Linked DNA regions of Macaca mulatta: region 2 is linked to region 1. A link is a contact called in public Hi-C data. All regions are on one chromosome and are shown on one strand. The core of a region is the stretch at or near the end of the contact, and the rest is flanking DNA. Distances in the headings are between cores, read along the strand shown. Region 1 holds the start of DAAM1 (dishevelled associated activator of morphogenesis 1). Region 2 overlaps DAAM1 (dishevelled associated activator of morphogenesis 1).

The links. A called contact is a pair of places that touch in the nucleus more often than the background predicts.
Region 2: a contact with region 1 is called in a Hi-C map of cortical neurons, with 2.9 times the contacts expected there. The contact joins the enhancer-like site here to the promoter of DAAM1 in region 1. A contact is called at or near these places in 2 of 14 Hi-C or Micro-C datasets (cortical neurons and fetal cortical plate).

The regions. Positions count from the first base shown.
Region 1 is chr7:132,307,419-132,314,182 of T2T-MMU8v2.0, reverse strand. It overlaps DAAM1 (dishevelled associated activator of morphogenesis 1), which reads right to left and starts at 3,269. Exons shown (of 26, transcript NM_001257504.1): 1 at 3,184-3,269.
Region 2 is chr7:132,449,293-132,456,056 of T2T-MMU8v2.0, reverse strand. It overlaps DAAM1 (dishevelled associated activator of morphogenesis 1), which reads right to left. Exons shown (of 26, transcript NM_001257504.1): 13 at 5,689-5,876; 14 at 4,867-5,166; 15 at 4,454-4,561. Among named protein-coding and RNA genes, the nearest start is that of DAAM1, 140 kb to the right of the region's middle. Within about 2 kb of position 2,431, at least 6 of the 40 cell types and tissues checked have an H3K27ac peak or open chromatin away from gene starts, as enhancers often do. A contact at or near this core is called in cortical neurons, where this site is marked.

The DNA.
Region 1 (6,764 bases), core at 2,020-4,519:
GGCATTTCTTTCACATCAACCAGCCTGAAACAACTGATCCTGTTTACAGAACGGCTTCACCTCAGGTGAGAGGACTATTGTCTGTCAGAAGAGCTGGGAGACACTGGTGGCCTGGCAAAAGCTTCTAGGTATCTTTCTCTTGGTGCCTCTCCCTAATCACGTGTCATACACCTCCTGGGAAGATTATCTGGGCCAAGGATAGTGCAACTGAGAGAAATCTAGAAATGCCTAGTTAAAGGGTAATAAGAAATTGTAACTAGAAAGAAACAGTCTATGTGAGTGAATGTATTCTAAAAGCAAATAATTAGGAAATATGTCTATTTCAAATCCACAGAAAGCCTTTTATGCCGACAAGTTTTGGTTTATGATGAAATGAAACTGCTTGATAGAAAGCTAAGGGGAATATTACCACAGATGACAGAACTATCAGTGGAAATAATACACACCTTGGATCTCCAATCATAGTTCTGCTAGTTAATATTCACTTAACAAATATTTATTAAAGACCTACAAATCAACGAACTGCTCTAAACATGCTGGGGAGATAGAAAAGGACAAAACAAAGACCCTACCCTCAAGGAGCTTATAATCTAGTAGGGTAGACAAGCAGAAGAATGAAGGAAATTTTCATTTAATGATAAGTTCCAGGGGAAAAAAAGTGACAACTTCTGATCCTGTTTCCTCATGGGGATGAGATGTAGCTACCTACTTAAGATAGTGTCAACCACCAAGCACACAGCAATCCCAAGCATTTACCTGACTACAGATACACATGCATAGACACTCTCATATACACACCTTCCCCTGGAATTGCAACATCTGTGATAATGCACATTGGTATAAAATGCAAGCAGAGGGGAAACAAAATACTTGTATAAGTCAATTACACTTAATGCAATTAGAAATAACTGCATTCATTAGGAATCTATAAAAAGGCAAAACCTAAACAATTATTTATAATACTAAAGTATAATTAGAAGGGTCCAGATACTGGAATAATAGTAGTAGTAGTATAAACAGTATTACAAATAGTCACTTAGTTGCCTTGCCCATATAACCCGATGGCACAGTATCAGAAGCTAGGTTTAAACCCTTAACTTCAGATAACTTTGAGGGGGAGAAAGGGGGAAGAAAAAGGACAATGACCAAGTCTATCTTAGAATCATAGGCTATTGCACCTAGAATGAACGTTAGGAAACCCTCTATAGCCTTTCCCCACATTACCAAAGAGAAGGCTGAGGTCCGGAGGTCAAGGGTTAACCCCAGCATGGAGTAGCTAGTGACTGACAGAGCCAGAGTAGGACCCCAAGGCTCCTGGTTATGGCCCTGCATGCTTCGCCCTCAAGGACCTGCACCCTCTAGCCTGGCTTTAGATTTTATGAGAACCATAAGGGACTGCGGTGACTTCCAACCGTTATTAATTGTCCCTAATCACTTCCAATCAGCTGCACCTAGAGCAAATTGAGAGCCTTTACTGGTGACCAGGGAACTCTCTTTATGCAGAACAGGGAAGGGCGCCTTTCATGACAAAGCTGCCTCCAACACCATAAACTACCTTATTGGGGAAATGATGCGGCTAGCCCGAAAGGAAGAGATTTTTCAAATTATAATTTTCAGAGTTTGCCTCAGGAAAAAGGCGCCAAACAATTAGTTTCAGGGAGGGAGGTGGTGTGCTGAGGTGTGGCACGGGGAAGGGAAAGGGGTCTAGAACTGAGTGCAAGCTATTTAGGAGAGAAAGGAGAGAGTCCGAGGCTGTGAAAGGGGCGAGGAAGAGAGAGCAGCTGGGCCAGGGCAAGCGTTTGACCACACCCACTAGCCACTCCCTCCCAGCTGCCCGCAGAGCCACATCGAATCGAAACAGCAGTGGCAGCAGCTAAGATTCCGAAGGCAGGAGTCGCCATGGCAACGGGATTCATCTTGCAGGCAACTCCGCTTCAATTCACTAGGTCCTGCTCGAATCTCAAGAAACTACCAGCTCTACGAGAGCAAAAACGGTCACGGGTGGCATTTGCTCTTGATGCCCTCCAGAAAGTGGAGATGAAGGAGAGGGAAATGGAGTTCAGGCATCACTAAATATATTATGGGGAGAGAAGTAGCTCCGCAAAGCCAGGCCGTGAACAACTTGAGACCTTAGCAGGGTTTGATGAATGAGTAAACGAACAAATGAAGGTACTAGGGAAAGGGAAAGAACATCCAGAGGACTGAGAGCTCTGGGCCTCGTGCACATCTCCAGTCAGAGGGCAAGCCGATCACAAGCAGTTGGCTTTCAGCACCAGCTGGGTAAACCCGATTATCCAGCCCTTCTGCTCCACAGCGAGCCTAATCATTAGATTATCCGACACCCCCACCCCCGCGCCACCACCTCCTGGCCCAGGGCTTCAGGGCAGGCGCTTCGCCCCAGCCCAGGTGCTCTATGCCAAGGCACCGTGGAGACTGAGATGTGCCCTCTCGAGAGGGACGGGCGGCAGGAGTCCTCTGCGGTGCCTCACAACCGGGTTCGCAGGCGGCGCAGCTTCCCCGGCCGCCAACACCCCGCTCTCCCTCCGCAAAGCCCGATCGCCCTTCTCTCTGTTTTGAAACATTTAGGTCCAACTTAGTCTGAATTACAGGCGCTCCGTCCCTTTCGAATGGGACTGGAAGTGAGGGTGCCAGGGGTACTGGGGGCTCTGCTCGGACGCGAACGAGTACACAAGTCCCTCCTTCCCTGTCGCCACCGCCGTGTCCACCAAGCCTGCCTCGGGGTTCTCCCTCTCGGAGCCGCCGGGCCGGGAGCTCCCGGACGCCGCTGCAGTACCCGCGGCCCCAGCCCCGGGGAGCCTGCAGCAAGGCAGCGAGTGTTACCACGCCGGCTCCCCGGCCAGCCGGGCGCCTTAGAAAGAAAGAAGGGAGGGACCCCCGTCCTTGCGGGCGTCTTCCTCCCTGCTGCCTCGGTTTGCGTTGCGCTGCAGCCATTTTCCCACCCCCAGCTAGGCAGCCGAGAGCTGTCTCGGTCCCGTTCCCACCCAGACCCAACCTGAAGGACGGGTTTAATATTTACCTACTGGCCCGGGAGCTCCGGGAAGGCAGCGGGAGAGCGCGCCGCGAACTCCGTGCCCGGCCCACGGAAGCACGCCCACCCCCGCACCACTGAGTGGTGCCACTTAATGAATGAGTGCGGCGGGCAAGGAGGCGCGTCCCCCTTACCTGAGCAGCCCCTGCATGCTGGAAAGGCGGCTCTGCACTCTGGGTACAATGGGATCCGGTTAAACAGTTTCCTTCACAGCCGCTCGTAGGTTACTAACTCACAGGTGACATCACCCTCTCCTCGCCTGATAGGCTACAAAGTGGCTCCCACTGCGCATGGACGCTCCGGTAGGGCGCGCAGACTCCTGGGAGTAGTAGTCCCAATCTATTAGCGGGGCTGGGACAGCTTTGCTGTTGGGACTCGTGGAGCTACACCTCCCGACATACTCCTCGGCTCTTCTGCCCCGCCCCTTTTCCCTCCCCCTTCAGGACCCGCCCCCTCCCAGCCTTACAGCCTTGCAGTGTTAGCGGTGGTCGTTCCGAATCCGAGCTGCGGACCGCACGGGAGAGTGGGAGGGCTGCCCTGCGGTCGAGCCTGTTGATTTGACCTCTAGTCTGCCCGGCGCGGGCTCTGAAGGATCGGAGGGGTCCGGGGCTCGCGTGATCCGGCCAGGCTCGCTCTAACTGGTCTTTCTTGGTCCCTGCTGGGAAGGGACGATTAAGACTTTTCTGCCTTCCCCAGGCGTAGCAGCTAATTCAGAGGACTTAGTGTTTTCTGGGTTAAGTACGGTCCTTGAATTCTCCCCGCTCAACACTTCCCAGAGGATGGGGCGACGCCGGTCCCAAAGCGGAGGAATCTCCTTGTATCCCACTTGGCTCAATTCACCTTTATCTTTTCTCCTCCCCGTTTAACGGAGACAAGGTGACCAGTCAGAACGCAGGGAACCACTTAGTAGGCTGAGCTGACAGAATAACGGAGGTTGTCACTACCAGAAATGCGGTGTGATAGACTAGACAGTCACCGCAACCCTCCGTCAGGGCGCTGCTGCTGCTGCTGCTGCTGCAAAGATAATACTATCGCGCAGCCATGCTTTTGTTCATCCCTGCAGCGGACTTCCCGCCCTGGTGACTCTCCACTCCCAGGAAGAAAACGTCTTGTCTAAAGTTTGAATAAATTGTGTATCTGTGTATACACATGTTTTTAAATCCACAACACTCTCCCTTCATTTTCCATATCTTTCTTTTCAAATATTTTTATAAAGACATTAAACCAAACAACATCGTGCCGTTCAAGAATTGCCCTGCTCTTAACACAACTAAATGTTTGTTTAAAGGTAAGCAAAAGGTGTGTAGCAGAATTCTGACTTTAGGCAGGTTGTAAATACATAATTTTTTCCGTGGCATTTTTCATTATTCAGTGAATACGAAGTGTCTTTTAATATGAAAAGAATCAATGCATTTAGTTACGCGAGTTGTAAATGTAAATTTTAATGGCATTTGATGTTTCTCAATTCCATATAAGGATCAGCTCACATACCCGTTCCACTAGCAATATCTGTAGAAGACTGCGCATCTTGTGAAAAAAAGGTTCACAATTAAGATTTCAGACAACTCCCTACTGAAGTGTTGGTGAAATTCTTCTTACTCATTTTCTCCTTTCATTCTGCAACACTGAGTTGGGTTCAAGTGAAAAAATATTTATGAAACTAGTTGAGGATCTCAGGGGAGAGGAAATGCTTTGTTTTGCTCAGAGATGTTTAGCGATGAATTCTGATTTTCTTTTAACAAGCCTGTTCTTTATAGACAAGACCCACTTTCCTCCCCTGAAAGAAGATAGCTTTGAATGTTGCTCTTCTGTCCTCAGCTATTTCGTCCATTTCAAGTATTATCTAAAATGAACCCTGACAATATAAATATTCCCCTGGCCATCAGATCAGGTGTATAATCACTGATATTCTAACTAATGGGTAGACTTAATGTAATGCAGTTCATAGTGGAAAAATATTCAGAGAGAAAATTGACCTGGGATGATTCTAAAGGCTCTTCCAGTTTTATAACTGTGTAAAGCTTTTAGATTGAAACATAATCAGTGAGCCTGAAATTTATTGAGTCAATAAATTGAATGTGGAGCCTTTCTGTTAAGATGGGGCTTATCCTTGTAGATAAAAGTATGTTATTGAGGCACACTCTGAGGAGTAATTTTAATGGAGAAATCACCTTACAACAAGTTCTCTTAGCTCTTCAGTAATGAAAGAGAAGATGCAGTCTGTCTGAAAACAAAAATTCCATTTTCTTTAACAATATTATAGGGATGTGCCATGTGACATAGTCATCTGCGTATAAAGGACAGCATACACAATAGACTGTAAGCACATAAATGTGGAGAAGTGCACATGTGAACTGCTCTTCCTATCAAATAGCTATAAATATAGATAATAGATATAGAAAGAGGGCATTGTGTTTGGAAAAATTCTCTGCAAGTGGTGATAGATTTGAACTGATCCCTGCACAGTTTCATTGGCAACCAAGGGAAACAAAGACAGCTCTTTAACATGAGAAATACAGTCTGTAGAACTAGTAGCAGAGGAAGCTTAACCACTTCTATGGAGACAGAAGGGAACTCACACACACACTCTCACTCACTTTCATACACAATCATTGTATATGTTTGCATTTAATTTTTTCTAGGCGGCCAAGTAGTCTCATAAATCATCAAAGACACGCACTCTGTCTAGCTAATTGATATTATCAGTCAAAATGGGTTTCTTTACTTTCTATCTTTTCATTTTACATAACTGCTGCTGTTCTGAAGACCTTATGAAAAGCCCTGCCTCATCCCATAATCGTGGCCTATTAATTAGGAACCTGTGAGACCACTAAGAATAGATTTAATTGACAGTCTATACAGGTAGGGGATGAGGAGAAGGCGCCAGGAAGCGATGATCTTTTAAAATCACCTCTGTCAGTGCTGGTTACAAGGTTTTACTCTAGATATTGAATTTTAGATAAGGGAGGAAATGAGGTATCAACAGAGAGAAAGAATTGAAAGTTTGTAGCCTTGCGTGTACTTTCATGCAATAGCTTGGTGTTTTGCAACAATCAAGGTTGTGTGCTAAGTCCAGGTTTGGGATTGTGCCATTCCATTATTTGTGATCCATGTTACTTTGCATATTTGTGTTATTTATTCTGTCTGAGCCTGTTTCCTTATTTATAAAATAAGATTAACAATAATATATATTTCATGAGGTTTTTGAGGATTAAATTAAATGAGGCATGTAAAAATATTTTTCAAAATGAAAAGCACTATACAAATGTTAGTTCTTGATATCATTTGCAATTCTTCCCAAAAGATTATCTCAGAAATGTCATGCCTAATTATGGGACAAGGTAATAAAAACCCATTTAAATTAAAAATTCTTATTAACAGAGACTATTGGAAAGAATATAGCATGCACATATTATCTCACTCTAATTGGTAAGTAGGCAAAATGTACTTTGTAGACTAAAATGAGAAATTCAGGGTTGAACAGTGCCAGTCCTTGACTTGTTCTCAGATCTGTATGTTGTTCTTCAGGATCCCCCTGCTGTCCTCAGTAACATAGGGAGCTTTTCCCAAGCTTCCCAGCATGGAGAGGCACTGCTGGGGGGATTGGAGGCAGGAGGAAGGGAGAAGCTAGGAAATTTCTTCACTTCCTCAGAAGTGCATTGGGTGATGTTTCTGGCAGCATTTTCCTTGTTGGACTGGTCTGTTGTGGTTCCAG
Region 2 (6,764 bases), core at 1,182-3,681, 140 kb before region 1:
GGATGTCTGGTTTTTCCAGGCAATTTCTGGCATAAAGCTTAGGGCTTGGAGTATAAATAGGAAGTTGGGACTTGCATTTTCAGGAAGCAGTGCTGATAGTGCTATAGATTGAATTCCACAATGGGATAATGACTCAACACTTTACAGATAATCATAATTCTTATGTGAATGGTTTTAAATCTTTTTGAGAATTTTGTAAATCTGGTAAAAATTAGGAATCTCTATCCAGAAAAATTCATACACTATATTTATATAAAACCCTGCATCTGATTAACTCTTACCATGAAGCCCAGTTATAGAACTTACATTTGGTCTCAAGAAAAAAGAAAAGTAAAAAAAAAAAAACACCACTATTTATAATTCTCTCTTCTGTTTTCATGTGCCATGGCTAAGGATCAAGCCTATTGAAATAAATATCTTAAATCATAAACTTTTTCAATGTGAAAATTATATCTATAGAATAAAAATTGTAAAGGGAATAAAAAAGGAAAATGATAATTTATAAAAAATCAGAAGATATCATTGAACGCTCTAACTGGAGCCCCCAAAATGTCTTGTGTATTACATATAAGCAGGAGAGGTTGGATTCTGGAGCCTGGGACCACAGTTATTCTTTGTTCCTAACCCAGAGCAGAGGCTTTGAAAAGTTTTACAATGTGATGACAATAGGATCCTTAAGGAAGGGCTGTCCTCAAGCAAAGACCAGGGGGAAGGAAGAGATAGTGAGCTGTTAATTTGTTGCTACAGAGATATGACTCCCTTTAGGTAAATGTAGTGCCTTTAGCTCATTTCCCCTCTATTCAATTGTATGGATAGAGAGAAATGAATTTATAGCATCTAGGGATGAAGATTTCTCACAAAATGGAGATGAATATTGTTTAATTGTATCTGAAAAGTACTGCTATGCAATGTGCTACCATTTAAATCAGTCATTTGTGGCTGACCTGGAAATCATGTATAATGTAGTTTCAATGAGGAAAAGAGGACCTGAGATTCAAGACATTGATTTTCAAATGAACTTTTGGAATGTGAGTGGAGAAATAACTGCCTGCTATTAGATCCCATTTTATGTGGCACATAAGTTTACATCATCAGCTCTGCACACCTCTGATATTTGCACTGAAAAAAAATTCTGAATAGGAATAGTCTTGTTCTTAAAGCTGGAGTTAAAGAAAATCCTATACAAAGTCTGATATTTATAACGAATAAAAACCATGGGGAAGAACAAAGTGAAACTGAGAATTATGTCCCTTTGGAGTCACTAAATACACACCAAGCCATATTTTTATTATCTATAAAATATGAATATCTACTCATAGAGTTGGGGTTGAGCATTAAGGAAGAAAATAAGTATAAGAACTCCTTGAGAACTAAATCTTAAGGTTGATGAGATTGGGAACTGTGTATATCATACTTGGTATCAGGAATGTAGTGGATGCTGAATATTATCATCTTGTAGTCCATATTATAGTTATTTATAGCTTTTTCTCATCTCTGCTTTTATACTATAAGTTACACTGTGGGCCTGTGCAAAAATTTAACACACTTTCATTCTTTGAATTACTTTGTATACAAAGCAGACAATATAAGTTCTGATTTTAATGATTCCTCAAATCAAATGGATATATTTTATGCAGATATGTGTAAGCGTATATGTATATGTGTGTGCATATACATGTGTGTCTGTGTATATCCCATAAGTGTCATTTCTCAGTATTCATCTAAATTATACTAATCCGATATTACTGAGATTTTTCCAAAATCTTACTCTGTGCAGGGTTCCTGTTGCATGCATACAGGTAATGGTACTCATGCCATTACCTTTGTAATGTTCCTTTGCCTCTCTGGGAATTGTATCTAGCCAAAAACTGGCTGAAGTCCAGAGAGTTTGAACAGGGTATCATGACTCTGGAGGGAGGAAAGAGGAGACATCATGGAAAAAAACAGATCTACAGTATTCATTTGGGAGTAGAAAAGAGAGCAGTTCAAGTGAATTATACAATGCACTACCAAGACTGAGATGAAAATGCATAGGTCTTGAGTATTCCCATTGGTCATGAGATAAGGGGACATTCAATGACAGGTGCCCCATTTCCTTTACTGTGTCCTATATATTCCAACTACAGTGTCCACATCTTTGGATTGTCTATCAGAATTCAGTAAATTCAATAAAATGGCTCAAATTATCCTTATTTAGAAAATATATTTATAGTTTAAAAATTCCCATTTCAAATTCTTGCACCAAAAGGGAAAACCTACTTGAATTACTCAAGCTGATCAGGTATACTGAAATTTTTCTCCAGGAAGTGCTATTGAAAATATGGTCACAACTGATTCTACTTACTGGTCTACTTAGTGTTAAGTATAACTGAAATGTTCTGGACTCTCCTGACTGGAATGCCTACTGATTACTTAAACAGTGTTGGTTGCTAGGAGACAATTACCCAATTGCTAGGCTTTCTGCAATCTTGTCTCCCAGAGCTCTTGAGAACTGTCCACATATTTGTCCCAGAGCATTTTGGCAGTATCCTTCTGCACCTTCTGCTGAAAGCCAGTTAATTATGAGTCTTGTAAACTTAGGTCTTTCAACCACCTGCCTTTATAATAAATGCAACCCACATGCTCAGACTTGAATAGCATCATTTGGAACAACTGTTGCTTTTCCTTCCTTTAATTTACTTCTGAACGTTCTTAAATCTTCATATTAGGCAACCAGCACGGAACTGTATCAGCGATCAAAACTGAAGTGGGAAAGCAATGGGACATGTAGCTACGTTAGAAGATTATTTGAATTATCAGGAAATTTGCTACAATGGCTCAAGATTCCATGTCAAGGCCAAGGAGACACCTTCTCAGGACAGCAGACAGAGAAAGAGGCGGCATGTTGCAGCCAATCAGGAATGAGTCTGGTCACAGTCCCTGCCACACGAGGACTCTAAAGACAACTTTTGTCCTTTGAAAGATAAATTGTTTTGCTTTCTATCGGCCAATGCCTTATCTTCATTGTGTTTTTTTCATTTTCCCTTATTTGGTGTGTATAACATTGCCCAAGTTTGCCTTTCTACTTACAGTAGGGGTGGGCAGCTGAGGGCTCCTGTTTTAAGGGTTCATGTCACTATGGCAGGCAACAGCCTCTATTTTTGTATTTTATTAAACTAGCATAAAACGCATTGCAGAAAAGCTTTCCCTTTCTTAAGGGAAAATATTCACTTAAATATTGGCTTCCTCCCCCTGCCCCCGCCCATTTCAAATGTATCAAAGGCCATTTTGAAAAACAAAACAAAATGAAAGAAAAAACCCTTAGTTTTTGTTTCTCCCCCTAGTCTGAGTCCATCTACTCTTTTGGTGCTCAGTACTTCTTTTCTGATACACTCTTTCTTGGGGACTAAGCCAAGGAAACCAACTAGGAAGTCTGCTGCTTGTTTAAGGATGCTCCACCCATGATTCATCTGGGAGTTAAGGGCCTCTCAGTAAAGCCCAAGGAAAGCCCCGTAAGAGGCCCAGCATTCATGTGTTCCTGTTTAGGATGAACTCTGCTCTCCCCATCATTCCTCTTCTTCAGTCATACTTAAGAATCTTTCTTCTCACACTACTGGACTCAAGTTTTCTCTTCTCAAGACTTTGATGATTTGGGATCCTACTCTACCTTTTCTTTTTTCTTCTGAAACTCTCCAGGCCTGGCCACCCTGCTGCGTTCTCTTCTGGTCTAACTTTAAGAGGCTCTATCACGATGCCCTCTTGAAGAGCAAGAGGCACTACACAGATGTGACCGGGGCTCACACAGTGATGCCTGTCAATGTGGAGCACCAGCAGGCACCAAATCACATGTTTTTGCTACTATTACAAAAGCTTTGCTCACTTTTCAGTAGTGTCTCTGGTCCTATTTGCACCACTGCCATCTCCCCACTTGCTCAGCCTTTACAACCCCACTTCTGTTCATGACATATAGTAAAAACTCCTAAGTTCCATCTACTGGCCAAATTATAGTCATTTAAAAATCTTTGTACTTCTCAAAATTCCATCCATTTCACAAAGCATTCTGCTTCAAATGGTAACCATTTGATATGTATTTTTTAAAAATTCAGATGAACCAAAATAGCTTTAGATACAAACCTTATGGGGTGACAATTTAAGTTATTTAACTCTTCTACTTTCTCCTGGTGAACCATTTTGACTAAATACAAGTGACAGCATACAAAACTCTTTACACCAATAGAGACTAGGTCTTAGACATATACCAGATATGAAACTCCCTAACAAGGAGCTTATATACCTTCAACTGTTCACATACAACTGACAGGCACTTGGACAGAGACATGGACATGCACAGGATAGATCCAACAGCCTAGAATTCATATGCCTGTCACATCATGGCCATGGCTGATGGGCCAGGGATCATGCATAAGACATGATTTTTCTACCTTTTTGGTGTCTGGAGGGCATATGCTGTTACCTGCTGTCTTTGATAGGCAGAGAAGGTTCTTTCCAGGTCTTCAAGATCTAGAATTTTGAAGACTTTTGTATCATCAATTTCGGTCCATACTGTTCCTTCCAGTTTGTTCTAGAAACATCAATGTAATAAGTGCTATAGTTTACAGTTATACATAAAAAGAACAGGCATGGTTATTAAAAAAGTGCTTCTATCCCAAATTTTTCAGTCTACCAGACACTCAAAGTGAGTGGGTTTCAAACAATGTGTCATTTATTTCAGAAGCTTTATCACTTAAATATCTGAGCTAGTGAGAACCCTGGGTCCACACCAGAAAATGAAATCACTGAACAGCCAGGGCTGTTTTTCCTTTCAGTGACAACACAGTGAGCTGCTAATGCTATCCATTAGAGGGAAAATTGGAACAAATGGCTTACCTCAGGCAGTTTAGACCAGTTGAAGGATTTCAGGGCATTTGTGGGCTGAGGAATGCTTTTCTTCTTGAGTGCCAGGCCCATTGGAGCACCAGGAGGTGGCATGACTGCCCCTAAGGGAGGAGGCCCTGGGGGAGGAGGAGGGCCACCTGGAGGGAGGGGAGGCGGTGGAGGGGGAAGAATCCCACTTAGTAGAGGTGGGGGTGGCGGGGGAGGAAGGAGAGATCCAGGCACAGAGGAAGGAAAGGGCCCTCCTGGTGCTCCAGGTGAGGGTCCACCTGGGACTGAAGCACAGATGGCTCTCTGAAAAGATAAAAATAGGAAAAGAAAAGATCAATGGAAGAAGTAAATTCATTGAATGATTTGAGAGTCTGTAACTTTGCCTGAAATGTATATTATAGAGAAATTCACCCTTCTGAGAATGTTTAAAGGATCGGTAAAGTCGAATGGACTCTTTTGGGCCTTCATGGACTCCACTGCGTCAACCTTTTGTATCTGACACTCAAATACTTGTCTGGGATGCATTCATATCTCTCTCACTTCTTGCACCATCACAGACAGTCTGGTTTTCATGAAGTCAGTTTTCACTTTAAGAAGCTAATACAATTTCCTTTGCACTTAGATTTGTATAGTATTTTAAAATGCACCCCCCAAACCGCCTCCACTGCCTACATGATAGCAGAGGGAGTGAGTCTCCTAATTGTGATTAATCATGAGTCATTTCAAATTTTATTCCCCCAGTATGAAACTGTCTACTTAAGGGTGAGGGGCTCTAGGGTCAGTGAGGCCTTGGCAGCTGCCCGTGAGCTGAGCGGAAGACCTCACCCTGCTTAGCTCATGGAGCTGTGCTGTGAGGTCCGCCACCTGCTGCTTGACTTGCTTATGCTCAGTAGTCTCCTTTTCAAGTTTCTCTTTCATTTTATTTAAGGTCTGCATCATCTCTTCCTTCTCTTGAGTCTTGGCATCACACTCTCGTTCTTTCTTTTCCAGTTTCTGCTGTAGCTCATTGTGCTCTACACGTGAAAACAATTGGACAAGAAAACAGGAGAGTCTTCAAAGCTGAAGCATTTTCTCTAAAAAAAAAAATTGACTGAGGATGATGGCAGAGATTATGAGGATCTTTATTAGGTAAATATTATTTCTCTTCTCCATCAAAGGGAGCAACTCAAGGCTAAACAATGTTTGTACTTTGAGTAGGCTTCGGATGAACAATGTTATTAACTACATTCTGTAAACAGACTGAAGAAGAGAGTCTACACTCAACAGTTCTAAATGCAAAACAAAAGTCTGAGTGACTACTTGTGGAGGAGAATGGTACCTGTTTGGTAGTTGATTCAGAATCTTGTCATTAATATGGTTCTTTAGCAATACGAGGAAAAAAATAAATATTCAAATGGCCTCTTTTCACAAATTAGAAATGAGACAAAGAGTAGTTTGGCTTTTATGAGTTAGGTTTGCCAGCTCACGTCCAACCAGCAGAAAGGCTGGAAGGGAGGATCTTACTTGTGAGGAAGAGCTGCCTTCAGACCCAGGGTTTGTCCCCAGAGGGAGTCACTTCTCCCATCTACCCTCAGAAGGCTACTTGAAGTATTTTATGCTTTCAGTAAACAATTATTTTGTTTTTTTGTTTTTTTTTTTTTTTGAGACAGAGTCTCGCTCTGTCGCCCAGGCTGGAGTGCAGTGGCCGGATCTCAGCTCACTGCAAGCTCCGCCTCCCGGGTTCACGCCATTCTCCTGCCTCAGCCTCCCGAGTAGCTGGGACTACAGGCGCCCACCACCGCGCCCGGCTAATTTTTTGTATTTTTTAGTAGAGACGGGGTTTCACCGTGTTAACCAGGATGGTCTCGATCTCCTGACCTCGTGATCCGCCCGTCTCGGCCTCCCAAAGTGCTGGGATTACA